2 separate regions of the Mus musculus genome follow, and region 1 is linked to region 2. The links are chromatin contacts, called in public Hi-C maps. All regions are on one chromosome and are shown on one strand. The core of a region is the stretch at or near the end of the contact, and the rest is flanking DNA. Distances in the headings are between cores, read along the strand shown.

Region 1 (5,934 bases), core at 1,678-4,177, 210 kb after region 2:
GCTCCTTCAGAGCCAATGAGTTTGCTATTTCACTGTTGTATTTACAGAACATCCTAGATCCCAGACTTAGCAACCTTTGAGAAATAGAAAACAACCGAGAAGAGGAGTCTCCTGTCCTCCCTTCATCCTTACATGACTACAGCCACAAGGGTGTGTGCGGTAGCTGAATCTTGCATAGCTTTCGTGACTATAGATTGGGTGCCTCCCTCCCTCTCCTGTTCCACAGGATTATTTTTAAGCCTAAACGTCAAAAAGTAATTACTTTATGTGTGTGGATATTTTGTCTGCATGGATGACTGCACCGCGAGTGTGCCTGGTGCCGACTGGAGTCGGACAGGGTGTTGGATCCTCTGAACCTGGAGTGACAGATGGATGGTTGGGAATCACTGTGGGAGTGCTGGGTTCTCTAGAAGAGCAGCTGGTTCACTTAACTATGGAGCCAACTCTCAGGACCCTATTTTCAAGACCATTGCTTCTTGGTGTGGCGGCTGCTAACTTCTAAGGGCAAACCTGCAAAGACAGGGTGCCAATGCGAGGAGACCCGACAGTCTAATGTCCTGGCTGTGAGATGCTTGGAGGAGATATTCACCACACACTGTTTAAACCTCAAGATAGCTATCACTATTCCTGGGGGTTCACTGCAGTACCCCAAGGTGTATGGCGCACAGTTTGAGAACCATATGCCTACGAACCATAATAGGCATGACCTCGAAGCTTCACGGCCTCCTAAGAGTGCCCTTGGCAGCTCCCTTCCTTCTCTCTCCCTGGTGCATGAATATGAACGGTGTGGTGCAGATACACATGGGTGTCTGGGCGCTCACACTCTTGCCTCGCTCTCTGCCAGCCCAGCGGGAAACTTGGTTATCCTGTGGCTAACCTTCTCATTCATCCTTTGAAGGTGAATTTGGAGCTAGACTTTCAACTTCAAAGTACTTGAAAAACTATCTGGCAGACCTGCCTCAGTGGGAGCTAGAACCTCTTGTTTAGTTCTGTTGGTCCCAGTCCCCTTATGTAATACCGTTTCTCCCCAACGATGGCTGTGAACTACCAGCTTTCACAGATAGCAGCCATGAGAATGCTTGTGGTATTTTTTTTCTCTTTCCAGTATGGTCGGACTCCTCTCCACCTTGCAGCCAACAACGGGATCCTAGATGTGGTCCGCTACCTCTGTTTGATGGGCGCCAATGTGGAGGCTCTAACCTCGGTGAGTACCAGGCAGGGGCAGGTGTCTGGCCTCAGAGAGCCATGGAAACTTCTTGTGCCTCAAGGGCACAGGGAGAAAGGTATTGCCTGGCAACTGCATTCTAAAGCAGACAGGCTGCTATTAAGCTCTAACCCTCTACTGCAGTTACATAAACATTTGCCCACACAGACCTAGTTTAATATCTAGTTAATGTTTCATCCTTTCTCATCTCGCCAGCCCCGCTCCGCCAGCGACCCGCTGGTTCACACTGGCCTTTTGTTTACCGTGTTACACAACAGTGCCTCTTAGCTTTCTATTCCACGTATGGATTTCTCTTTCATAAGTGCTTCCCGTTGGCCCCAGGGTACAAGAGGCCCAGTGCCCTGTGGGAGGAGCTGGATCCCCTGTGTGGTCTTGGGGGGTCATGAACAGCCTGGAGGCAAAGGGCTGGTGTCTACTGTTTAGAGTCCGCCTTTGCTGCTGGGATTGAAAATTATTTCTAAGTAAGACATAGTCCATTCCTCTGGCTTCTCATTTCAGGCTTAGCGCTGCCCTTCCCCCTTCCCCCACTCCTCAGAAGAAACCGTTTGCTTCATATTTCATAAAATAAACACCATAGATAAGAGTTTGGCCAACAAGGTGAAGTGGCAGTTCAGTTGTAGCCATGAACTATTGCTTGATATGTTGCTGGGCCTAAGGTGGGTTAATTACTTGTGTGTGTGTGTGGTCTTGACATTCGAAGATCTGAACTTTATCGACAGTCTTGAAGGAGAGCACATGGTGTTTGATGTTGCACCTTACCTAAGGCTCTGAGGTTCTTGGAGATCTTCAAAGTCTTAACCGAGCTGGCCCTTAGAGCTCCATCTAGCCTGCCATTTGTTTTGGTAAATGAAATTTCGCTGAGGCACAGCTATGCTCATCCATTTATATAGCATTGTCTTTGGCTATCCATGCTGCTGAGGCCCAGATGCCTGGCATGGTCCTCCAGAGTGTGTGTGTGTGTGTGTGTGTGTCCCTGTCTGTGTGTAGGTCTTTGCAGTACCGTTAACTCTCAAGATGTAACGGGCCTGTTCTGTGCAGTACTGGTCTCTGCAGGCACAGATATGAGCAGTGTGTGCAGGGAATGCACACATTTCTCAGGATGCTTATTTACCCCTGCCACACAGGACATTTTAGGCCTGAGGTGCCTTCATTAACCTTTACCCACAGGTTAGCTATCCTGCAGTAACACATCACATGCATTTTTATATTTATTATATATTATATATCTATTGTATAATATGTGTGTATATATATCAGATGATGCCTTGTGGGAAAATAAAAACCAGGGTGACTCTGAAGATGCTATCAGCTGTTGGATCCAGATGTGTGTGCAGTCTCTGGTCCCTTTGTGTTGCTCTGTGAGCCCATGCCCCTCCCACCCCCACCCCCCACTCTTTCCCGCAGTGGCTGTCTTCTCTGCTCCCGCCACACCCTGCTTATACTGCCTTCCCGTCTCCCACCTCTTTCAGCTTCTAGAGAGACTCATGAGTGTTTCCTGTCTGTGCTTAGCCTTGTCATTTACTCAGATAGATGCCCCACACAGAGAAACTTCTAGAAAATGAGAGAGGGGCACTGATCAAAGAGTCTTGACCATCAGTAGGCAGGGGGTGGAGCAAGAGTGATGTCAGATAAGGGTGGGGACTGGGAGGTGGGTGAAGCTGACTTCTCTGCTGCCTCAGCTGAGCAGTCAGGAAATGGGCGTGGCTCGTGCAGTCTGGCAGCTGAGTAGTCAGGAAGTGGGCGTGGCTCGTGAAAAGCATTAGGTTAGGAGGCCTGAGCTTGGTGACCACCCACTCTTGTACAGATTACAGGGATCATGCTAGAAGCAGAACTGAGAGGCTCCCATCAGTAAGCAAGCCTGGTAGGCATCTGGCCTCCTAGCAGGGGAAGCAAGCATCCTCCTCTTTCAGCAGTGATGACTTTTTGTGAGGAGTGGGATAACCGTGGACCGGGGACATCACTTAGAGACAAAGGCCAAAGCATGTCTGTCCTTCTGAATTTTCTAGCAGTCGCATTAAAGAAGCAGCAGACGAAACGGCTTTCAGCAATGCGTGTGAAATCTCATTTCAACAGGAGGAATTTGAGAATATTAATATTTCTCATATTCTCTTATCGGTACGGAGTTTTTAGTGCCTTGTACGTTCTGTACTGACAGCCGTCTTTTCAGAATCACATTTCAGACCCGTCCCTGCGGATGCTGCCCTGTGGGACAGCCAGCCAGAGCCGTAACTTTTTTCTGGCTTCTGAGATGACTGTACAGATAGCATGTGGCACCACAGCACCCCCTAGTGTCACCTTTATATTCTGAGCGCTCCTGGCTTCTCCTCTACCACCAACTCTGCAGAGACTCTAGTCACCTTTTAGGAGCTGCTTTTTTTATTCTGCACCTCTTCCTCAATGCCTTAAAGGCACCCCATGAAGCCATGAGACGGTTTGATGGGAACTCTTAGTTGGAGGTACAGTGTCTAGTAAGGAACTCAGTTCGGTCCAGAGCAAAGGAGAAGTTCTAGCTTGCCTGTTGGATCCATCTCAGGACTTTAGGATACATAATAAGAATGGGGTGGAACACACACCTGAGCCAGAGTTTCAGCCTGGAGAGAGCATTCATTCACAGCTTGGCAATTTTGTCCCCAGAAGACACGTGGACTTATCTGGAGACGTGGTTGATTTTTAAGCTGGAGGTTGAGGAATATCACCAGTGCCTTGGTAGACCACAGAGGTGTTATTCACATTGTATAAGGCTGATAATGGCTTTCCACAGCAGAGAATGACATAGTCCAGCAGGGCCAAGATTAAGATTTGCTGGTCCAGAGAGGCCCCATATGTATCTCAAGAGCAACTTGAGTGGAGGAACTGGGAGGTTGGCAGGTAGACAAGATGTCCCAACTCTTCATGGGATGACTTATTACAAATGCAGATAATGAGACCATAGACTTTTTTTCTTCTCTTAAAAAGGTGTCTTCATTTTTTTTGAAGATTGAATTTTAGGGCTGTATAATACTTTAGCTGAACAGTGGTATCTATCTCCCTTAGTGTAGAGGGGACATAGCCACAGCTCCTGTCCCCACAAGGGACTGTGATATCATGCAGTTCATGTGATCCGCTGCGAACTTGATCAGGCTTGGACCGGAACGTTCTCAGGAGATGTGCATGTTCATGGTATAGACATAAGAGTAGGTCCCTTCATATGAAACCACAGCTCCATGAAAAGTCTCTAATCAAACAGTAAATGTCACAGTGCTGTGGGCCCTTAGGTCTCTGCTTTGTGTTTTTTCAGCCACCTTAAATCAACCTGTGCTAGACTAAGCGTCCTTTGGAAGGTACAGTAGTTACCAGCCACGGTGTAGAGCGAGGACCAGGTTTGTATGTGTGAGAACTGAAAGAGTAGACTGCTGCCATAGAGACAGAAGTTCCATCGGGGATGGGATAGTCAGAGGAGAATGAGTAAGCTCTGAGTCTATGCACTCAGCATCTTTCTGTTGACACCTCAGGACACTACTGCATTTCTTGCTCTGTCATTTTTCCTTCCTGAGCCACCAAATAAAATAAGGTTTCCTTAGATGAGAAAACAGGCCAGGACTTAGAGTTTGTCCAACTTTCTTTTGACCCTGCTGTGCCTCCCATTTCTTCGCTGAACTAGCATGTTGAGGTCCCGTGCAGCTCTGTGACACTGATCATCTGTTTCCTACAGGATGGAAAGACGGCCGAGGACCTCGCCAAGGCAGAACAGCACGAGCATGTGGCAGGGCTCCTGGCAAGACTGCGGAAGGTGAGCCTTCACCGGAGGTCCTCAGATTGTTCTTATGTGAGAAGTTCTTGGTGTTTTCCTTACTAGAAGGAGACATTGGACGTAGGTTTAGGAAGATCATCTTTCCTTGTCCTGTCAGTTGGCACACACACATAAATGTCTAAGGGGTTTCTTCTACAGTTGTTGTAAAGACAAATTTTCGGGCTGGAGGGATGGGCTCAGTGGTTACGTGCAATGGTTGCTCTTGCAGAGAACCAGGGTTCAATTCCTAGCACCTACACGGTAGCTCATTTGTAAGCCCTGTATTTACAAGATACCCAGCACCCCCTGCTGGCCTCTTCGAGCACCAGGCATGCAGGCCATGCATGGACAGACACACAAACTAGTTTGATGCTCTTCCCACCGCTGTGCTGGTTTTGTTTACCCAGCCCTCTCTGTGCCACCACCCCCACAGCGGATGGGGAAGAACACTAGTGGTGTCCCTTCTCCTATTTTGTTTTGAGTTTTCAGGTATCAGTTAATCTCCTGTTTATCAAATCACAGCACTGTAGAGTTTATAAAAACAGAAAAATAAGTAAACACAGGTGAACGATTTACAACCCACATGATATATCAAGAGACTAAAAAAAAAAACCCAAACCATTTTGGCTAAGGTATCTATCTGTTTGTTAACACACAAAGATGTTCACTGAAGTTCTATTTAAAATGTAGTAGCAAAAGTTAGACAGTCGGGTTACCAATATTTATGTGTAGGGAGTTGTCATAGAAAACGGGTATTGTTTGGCTTTTAGAAATACTTACAAAGAGATAGTAAGTACATGAGTTTCTAGGCTGAAGCAGAAGGATACATTTTAACCCTTACCCTGGATCTGGGGATGTAGCTCAGTTGGTAGAGAGCGAGCTTATGGAGTATTCAGGGAGACTTGACTTACATTCGTAGCATGGAGAGGTGCTGCTTGCT
Region 2 (5,800 bases), core at 1,294-3,793:
AGTGTTCCAGGACAGCTAGGGCTACAAAGAGAGAGAGATCCTGTGTCACAAGAAAAGGGAGTAGGGGACATCACAGTGCTCATGCATTTACCCTCAAAGCAAGGTTTAATTGTGTGTGTGTGTGTGTGTGTGTGTGTGTGTGTGTGTGTGTTTGAGGATTTGTAAGAACCATGATTAAACAATCAAAAGAATTAGTAAATAAAGAAGCTAATTTTAAATTGCTTAATACTGTGTTCATGTTGAACACTAAGCATGTGCTGTCAGCTAAAAATGAACCCATTAACACTGTATTTTTAAGGCAGGCATGGTGGCACACACCTTTAATCCCTGCACTTGGGAGACAGAAGCCAATGAATCTCTGTGGGTTTGAGGCCAGCCTGGTCTAACTGTGAGTTCCAGGACAGCCAGTGCTATATAGTGAGATCTTGTCTCGAAACAAGCACATGGACAAACAGACTATTTTATAAAACTATGAATTATTTTGTTCTCTCTTTCCCTATTCTCGACTGACTCCAACCCATGACCCAGAATGAAACTATCAAAATCTTCTAGAAGTCACTAATAAGCCTCCAGAAGGTCTTCCATTAACTTGTCAGTTGTTCCCAATGTCCTCCAAACAAAGCCCAATGCCTCCACATGACTGTTACCAAATTATCTGGCCTCCTGTCTACCTCCTCAGCTACAATGTATGTCGTCGACCCTTCATATCCTGGGACACTTAGCTGCTTATCCAAATGCTCTAGCAATTCCTGCTTCAACGTTAACAGCTTCAGAACCAGCCAGTGCTAGGTCTAATGAGATGGCTCTGTAGTTAAGACCACTGGGTATTCTGGCAAGGGCCCAGGTTCAATTCCCACCAATGAGGTGGCTCACAACCATTTGTAATGGCAGTCCCAGGAGATCTGATGCCCTCTTCTGGCCTCTGCCTATACCTCACACACATGGTACACAGACAAACATTCAGGCAAAACACTCTTACACATAAAAATAAATTCAGAAAGAAAAAAAAATTCAGTGTTTACCACCTGTCTATTATGCTCCACCTGTCTCTGTTCCCAGGCATATGGGTTCCCTATGGTATGAGGTTTATAGTCTGTCTCTCCCATCCCCCACCACACCACACACACTATCTGTATACTTAGAAGTAAAGTGCTACAGGGTTCACAGTTGAAGCCACATGAGTCCTAGAGACACCCTGTGCAAGAGAGTTATGTAGGAAAGCTGTCTTGTCCTCCCTGAAACCTGGGAGAGCTTGCTCACTATGGCAGGATGTTCTCCAGTGACCCAGGGTCTGCACAAGTGTACCACAACCACGGGTCACCTTGCTGACACTTCCTCACTGAATTCCTGTGGTAGAAATCTCTGGGATCCATTTTCTTTCACAGAAGGGTTCATATGTCACTGAATTCACTCAGCATAGTCCATTAAAATGTCTCAGCTACGGCACTTTATCCTATCCTAAACCTCAGAAAAGCTTCATAGGGGCTAAGCTTTCCTCCCCACCCCACCCCCTGCCCCACTACACCCCCAATGCTAGCATGGCATGTGCATCAAACACATCCTAAGCCAATATTTGAGACTGAATAAACAAAAAAGGGACTGAGTTTTAGCCATTGTAGTTGCCAATATGATTTTCTTATTTGTGTTTCTTTTATTATTTAATTTTATGTATTTGAGTATTTTGCTTATATACATGTTTGTGCGTTGTGTCTTCCTGGTGTCCTCAGAGGCCAGGAGAGGACGTTGAGCTCACTGGAACTGGGGTACAGACAGTTGTGGACCACCGTGTGGGCACTGGGAATCAAGACCCAGGTCCCCCGGAAGACCAGCCAGTGCTCTTAACTGTTGGGCCATCTCTCCAGCCTGATTGTCCTTTTTTTTAAGAGACGAGGCTTTCTTTAAGGGAAATTTGAGAAACTCCATATGCAAATGAACCAGTAGATAAACCATACGTAAAAATACCATTCACAGCAGAACAATCCACCATCTAAAAAAAAAAAAAAAAAAAAAAAAAAAAAAAGTTGAAAACTATGTCAATCAACTTACCAGGAAGTCAAATCACGATCTCTAGCAATCAGCTGAAGCCCAACAACCTTATGATAATTGGTACCAAATATCTAGACTTGAATAGCAGCTCACAGTTTCTCTATTTTTGTTCCCAATTCTGATTGAGAACCCAAGAAAGCCATGTGTACCCCAGATCCCATACAGGATGTCAGCTAATTCACCCCCCCCCCCCCTGCCAGCAGGAGCCTCTGATGAGACCTCTCCAGAAGCAAGCCTGTTCTATTTATTGCTTTTCTATTTCTCTGTCTGCCTTTCGGTCTCTGCCAAAATGCAAGTGATAGTGGCCAACTCCCTTGTCGCAAGATGTGAACAAAGAGGAGCAGATGCAGTCTAGTAGCTTCTGGATGACAGAGCAGCTTCACCAGGGAAGTTGTTCAGGATGTAAAGTCTCACATTCTAATCCAGAGTTGCTGATACAGAAATCCCAGGGCTCTGTCCAGACGTGCAACAATGTTGCAACCAGGTCTGAGTTACTTTGTATCCCACAGGCATTTTTATCTTTGGGGATGGATTCTTAAATGGAACCGGACCGTCCTTTCCCTACAAGTAGGTTCTTCCAATCTGTTATTTCCCCCAGTTACTGCTACCAAGCGCCAGACAAGTCCCAGTTGAACAGTAGGGAAGACACGTGCCCTCCTCTGGGATCCATGCCTTTTGCATAACACAACCACCCTCTCTGAAACACACTGCTTTCCTCCCTTCCCTGTGCCACCTGGTGTTATGATCTGTTAGAAGACAAACACCAGTTTTGGCTGTACCACGTAACTAACTGTTCCTAAGAACCAGCCAAATTATCCCTGTGACACAGCTTCATTACTGAAGGCTGCTCTGAAATTTCCAAGCAGTGGTTTAATGTGTGACACATTCATGTCCCCACCGGGAATCTTATTCTATAGAAACCAGAGATTCCAAACACAGAGTCGTGATAGAAGTTTCTTGTGCCTCCTGACTTTCCTTGGACTCAAATGTGTAATTTTCAGCACTTTGGTTGAAATTATCTGTATACGCCATGCATGGTGGTACAAAGTCTTTAGTCCCAGCTACTGGAAGGCAGAGGTAAAGAGATATCTTCCAGTCTGAGGCCAGTCTGGTCTGCATAGTGAGTTCTAGGATAGCCAGGGCTACATAATGAGGGCTTGTCTCAAAAAGGGAAAGAGAGAGAGAGACAGACAGACAGACAGACAGAGACAGACAGAGAGACAGAGAGAGAGAGAGAGAGAGAGAGAGAGAAGTTTACTGTGTAAAAGAACTCAGCAGTCTGAAACTCAGTAGGCTAGGAGATGGGGGAGTACTTCTATAGGGAACATCTAACCTCTGCATTAAAACTCCACTGTCTAAAAGATCCACTAAATAAATGACTTTTTCCAGAAGCATCTCAGTAGTTTCAAGTTCCATGTCACTTGGGACCAGGAGCAGATGTATCAACTGAGCACTCTTAAGTCTTATATGATCTCAGGATCCCAGTTTATTAACTTTTTTAAAAATGAAAAGCTAGGTACAGATACAAGGAATAAAAGACAGTAGAACATAAAACTTGGAACACTGAGAAATATTGCTAGCATCCTCATAAGCTTCAAGGAGGTTAATGTAAAAAGAAATGAAAGGCAAAAGCAAATGTGGGGACATCCATGAGATATTGCGGTAACATTGCCAATGGTAGCGTTAGCTGTGGGGTGTGTGGCAAAGGTGCTGTAACAGGGAAAACAAGACCAGACATTTTTCCTCATGCCTGGTTGATAGGACTTTTAAATTGACTGTATAAAAGGTTCTTTAAGCATCCCACTCTTTACATATGATGTCATAAAAAGTGTTCAGATGGTGATCACATTTAGGAAATTTTCTTTACGTGAGTTTACGGTTTTAAAGCTCCATTACACTGGCTCAAGGTTATGTGGCTTTTAACGATGGACCTTCTTTAGAAAATATGACAGCATCTCACCAAATGGTGCTGAACAAACTGGACAGTTGCATGTAGAAGAGTGCAAATAGATCCACATCTACCTCACTGCCTAATACTCAACTGCGAAAGGATCAAAGACCTCAACATAAAGCCAGACACTCTGGACCTGATGAATGAGAAAGTTGGGGAAAAGCCTTGGACTCACTGGCAAAGGGAAAGACTTTCTTGAAGAGAACCCTGCTAGCACAGACAATAAGATCAACCTTAATAAATGAGGCCTTATGAAACTGAAAAACCTCTCCACAGCAAAGGACACTTTCATTCAAAGTGACAGCCTGTAGGGTAGGAAAAGATTTTTGCCAACTCCACATGTGTTAGAGGACTAATATGCAAAATATATAAGGGATTTTTTTCTAAAACTAGATATTAAGAAAAAAGAAATAACTCAAATTTAAAAATGAGGTACAGATCTAAACAGAGAATTCAAGAGAGAAAATTCAATGGCTGAAAAACACTTAAAGAAACGTTCAACATCCTTAGTCACCAGGGAAATACAAATCAAAACAACTTTGAGATTTCATCTGACACCTGCCAGTGAAGATACATGAAGCAAGTGACAGCCCACGCTGGTGAGTGTGATGGCTTTGTGTGTGCTCTGCCCAGGGAGTGGCACTATTAGAAGGTGTAGCCCTGTTGGAGTGGGTGTGGCCTTGTTGGAGAAGGTGGGTCACTGTGGACATGGGCTTTGAAACCCTCCTTCTAGCAGCCTTCAGAAGAAGATGTAGAACTCTCAGCTCCTCCTGCACCATAATTGCCTGGATGCTGTCATGTTCCTGCCTTGATGGTAATGGACTGAACCTCTGAACCTGTAAGCCAGCCCCAATGAAATGTTGTCCTTATAAGAATTACCTTGGTCGACGGGCATGGTGGCACACGCCTTTAATCCCAGCACTCAGGAGGCAGAGGCAGGCAGATTTCTGAGTTCGAAGCCAGCCTGGTCTACAGAATGAGTTCCAGGACATCCAGGGCTATACAGAGAAACCCTGTCTCGAAAAAATAAAAATAAAAATTGCCTTGGTCATGGTGTCTCTTCACAGCAGTAAAACCCTAACTGAGACAGTGAGGATGTGGAGCAAGGGGAACACTCCTCCATTGATGGTGGGAGGGCAAACTTATACAGCCACTATGGAAATCAGTGACAGTTCCTCAGAAAGATGAGAACAGATTTACCTCCAGATCCAGCTATACTCTTCTTGAACATATCTCCAAAGGACACGTCATCCTACCATAAAGACACGTCATCCTACCATAAAGACACTTGCTCAGCTAAGCTCACTGTTGCTTTGTTCATAATAGCCAGAAAATGGAAACAACGTAGATGTCCCTTAACAGAATATGGATAGAGAAAATGTGGTACATTTACACAATGGAACATTATCTAATCATTTAAAAGAATATGAAATCTGCAGATGAATTAATGGGACTAAGGAAAAAAATCACCCTTGGTAGAATAACCCAGATTTAAAAAAAAAAGACAAATATGGTATGTATTAGTTTATATGTGTATATTAGCTGTTAAGTCAATGGTAACCAAGGTACAATCCATAGAACCACAGAGGTTAGGTATAGATTAAGGGACTTGGGGTTTGGAGGGGTGGAAGCAGATGGATCTCCCTATGAACAGGACATAGAATAGATAGTTATAGATGGATGGGGTGGGAAGCTAGAATGAGAGGAACAAATGGAGAGAGGAAGAGAAGAGGGGGATGAAGCAGGGAATATGAGGAGGGACAGCTACAGGGATGTGGGGTCAGAGGAGCTACACAGGGATGT

The links. Hi-C and Micro-C count contacts between places; a contact is called where the count stands out from the background.
Region 1: a contact with region 2 is called in a Hi-C map of cortical neurons, with 2.1 times the contacts expected there. The contact joins two enhancer-like sites. A contact is called at or near these places in 7 of 39 promoter capture datasets (cranial neural crest, embryonic stem cells, hippocampal neurons and 3 more), 5 of 484 Hi-C or Micro-C datasets (bone marrow-derived macrophages, cerebral cortex, cortical neurons and 2 more), 7 of 115 datasets of contacts at active chromatin or transcription factors (T-cell acute lymphoblastic leukemia, embryonic basal ganglia, embryonic stem cells and 2 more) and 1 of 9 other capture datasets (embryonic stem cells).

What each region holds. Positions count from the first base shown.
Region 1 is chr13:60,735,139-60,741,072 of GRCm38.p6, forward strand. It overlaps Dapk1 (death associated protein kinase 1), which reads left to right. Exons shown (of 26, transcript NM_029653.3): 18 at 1,106-1,204; 19 at 4,917-4,994. Among named protein-coding and RNA genes, the nearest start is that of BC051665, 48 kb to the right of the region's middle. Within about 2 kb of position 2,928, at least 245 of the 459 cell types and tissues checked have an H3K27ac peak or open chromatin away from gene starts, as enhancers often do. A contact at or near this core is called in cerebral cortex and cortical neurons, where this site is marked.
Region 2 is chr13:60,520,563-60,526,362 of GRCm38.p6, forward strand. No RefSeq gene overlaps it. Among named protein-coding and RNA genes, the nearest start is that of A530001N23Rik, 15 kb to the left of the region's middle. Within about 2 kb of position 2,544, at least 24 of the 459 cell types and tissues checked have an H3K27ac peak or open chromatin away from gene starts, as enhancers often do. A contact at or near this core is called in cerebral cortex and cortical neurons, where this site is marked.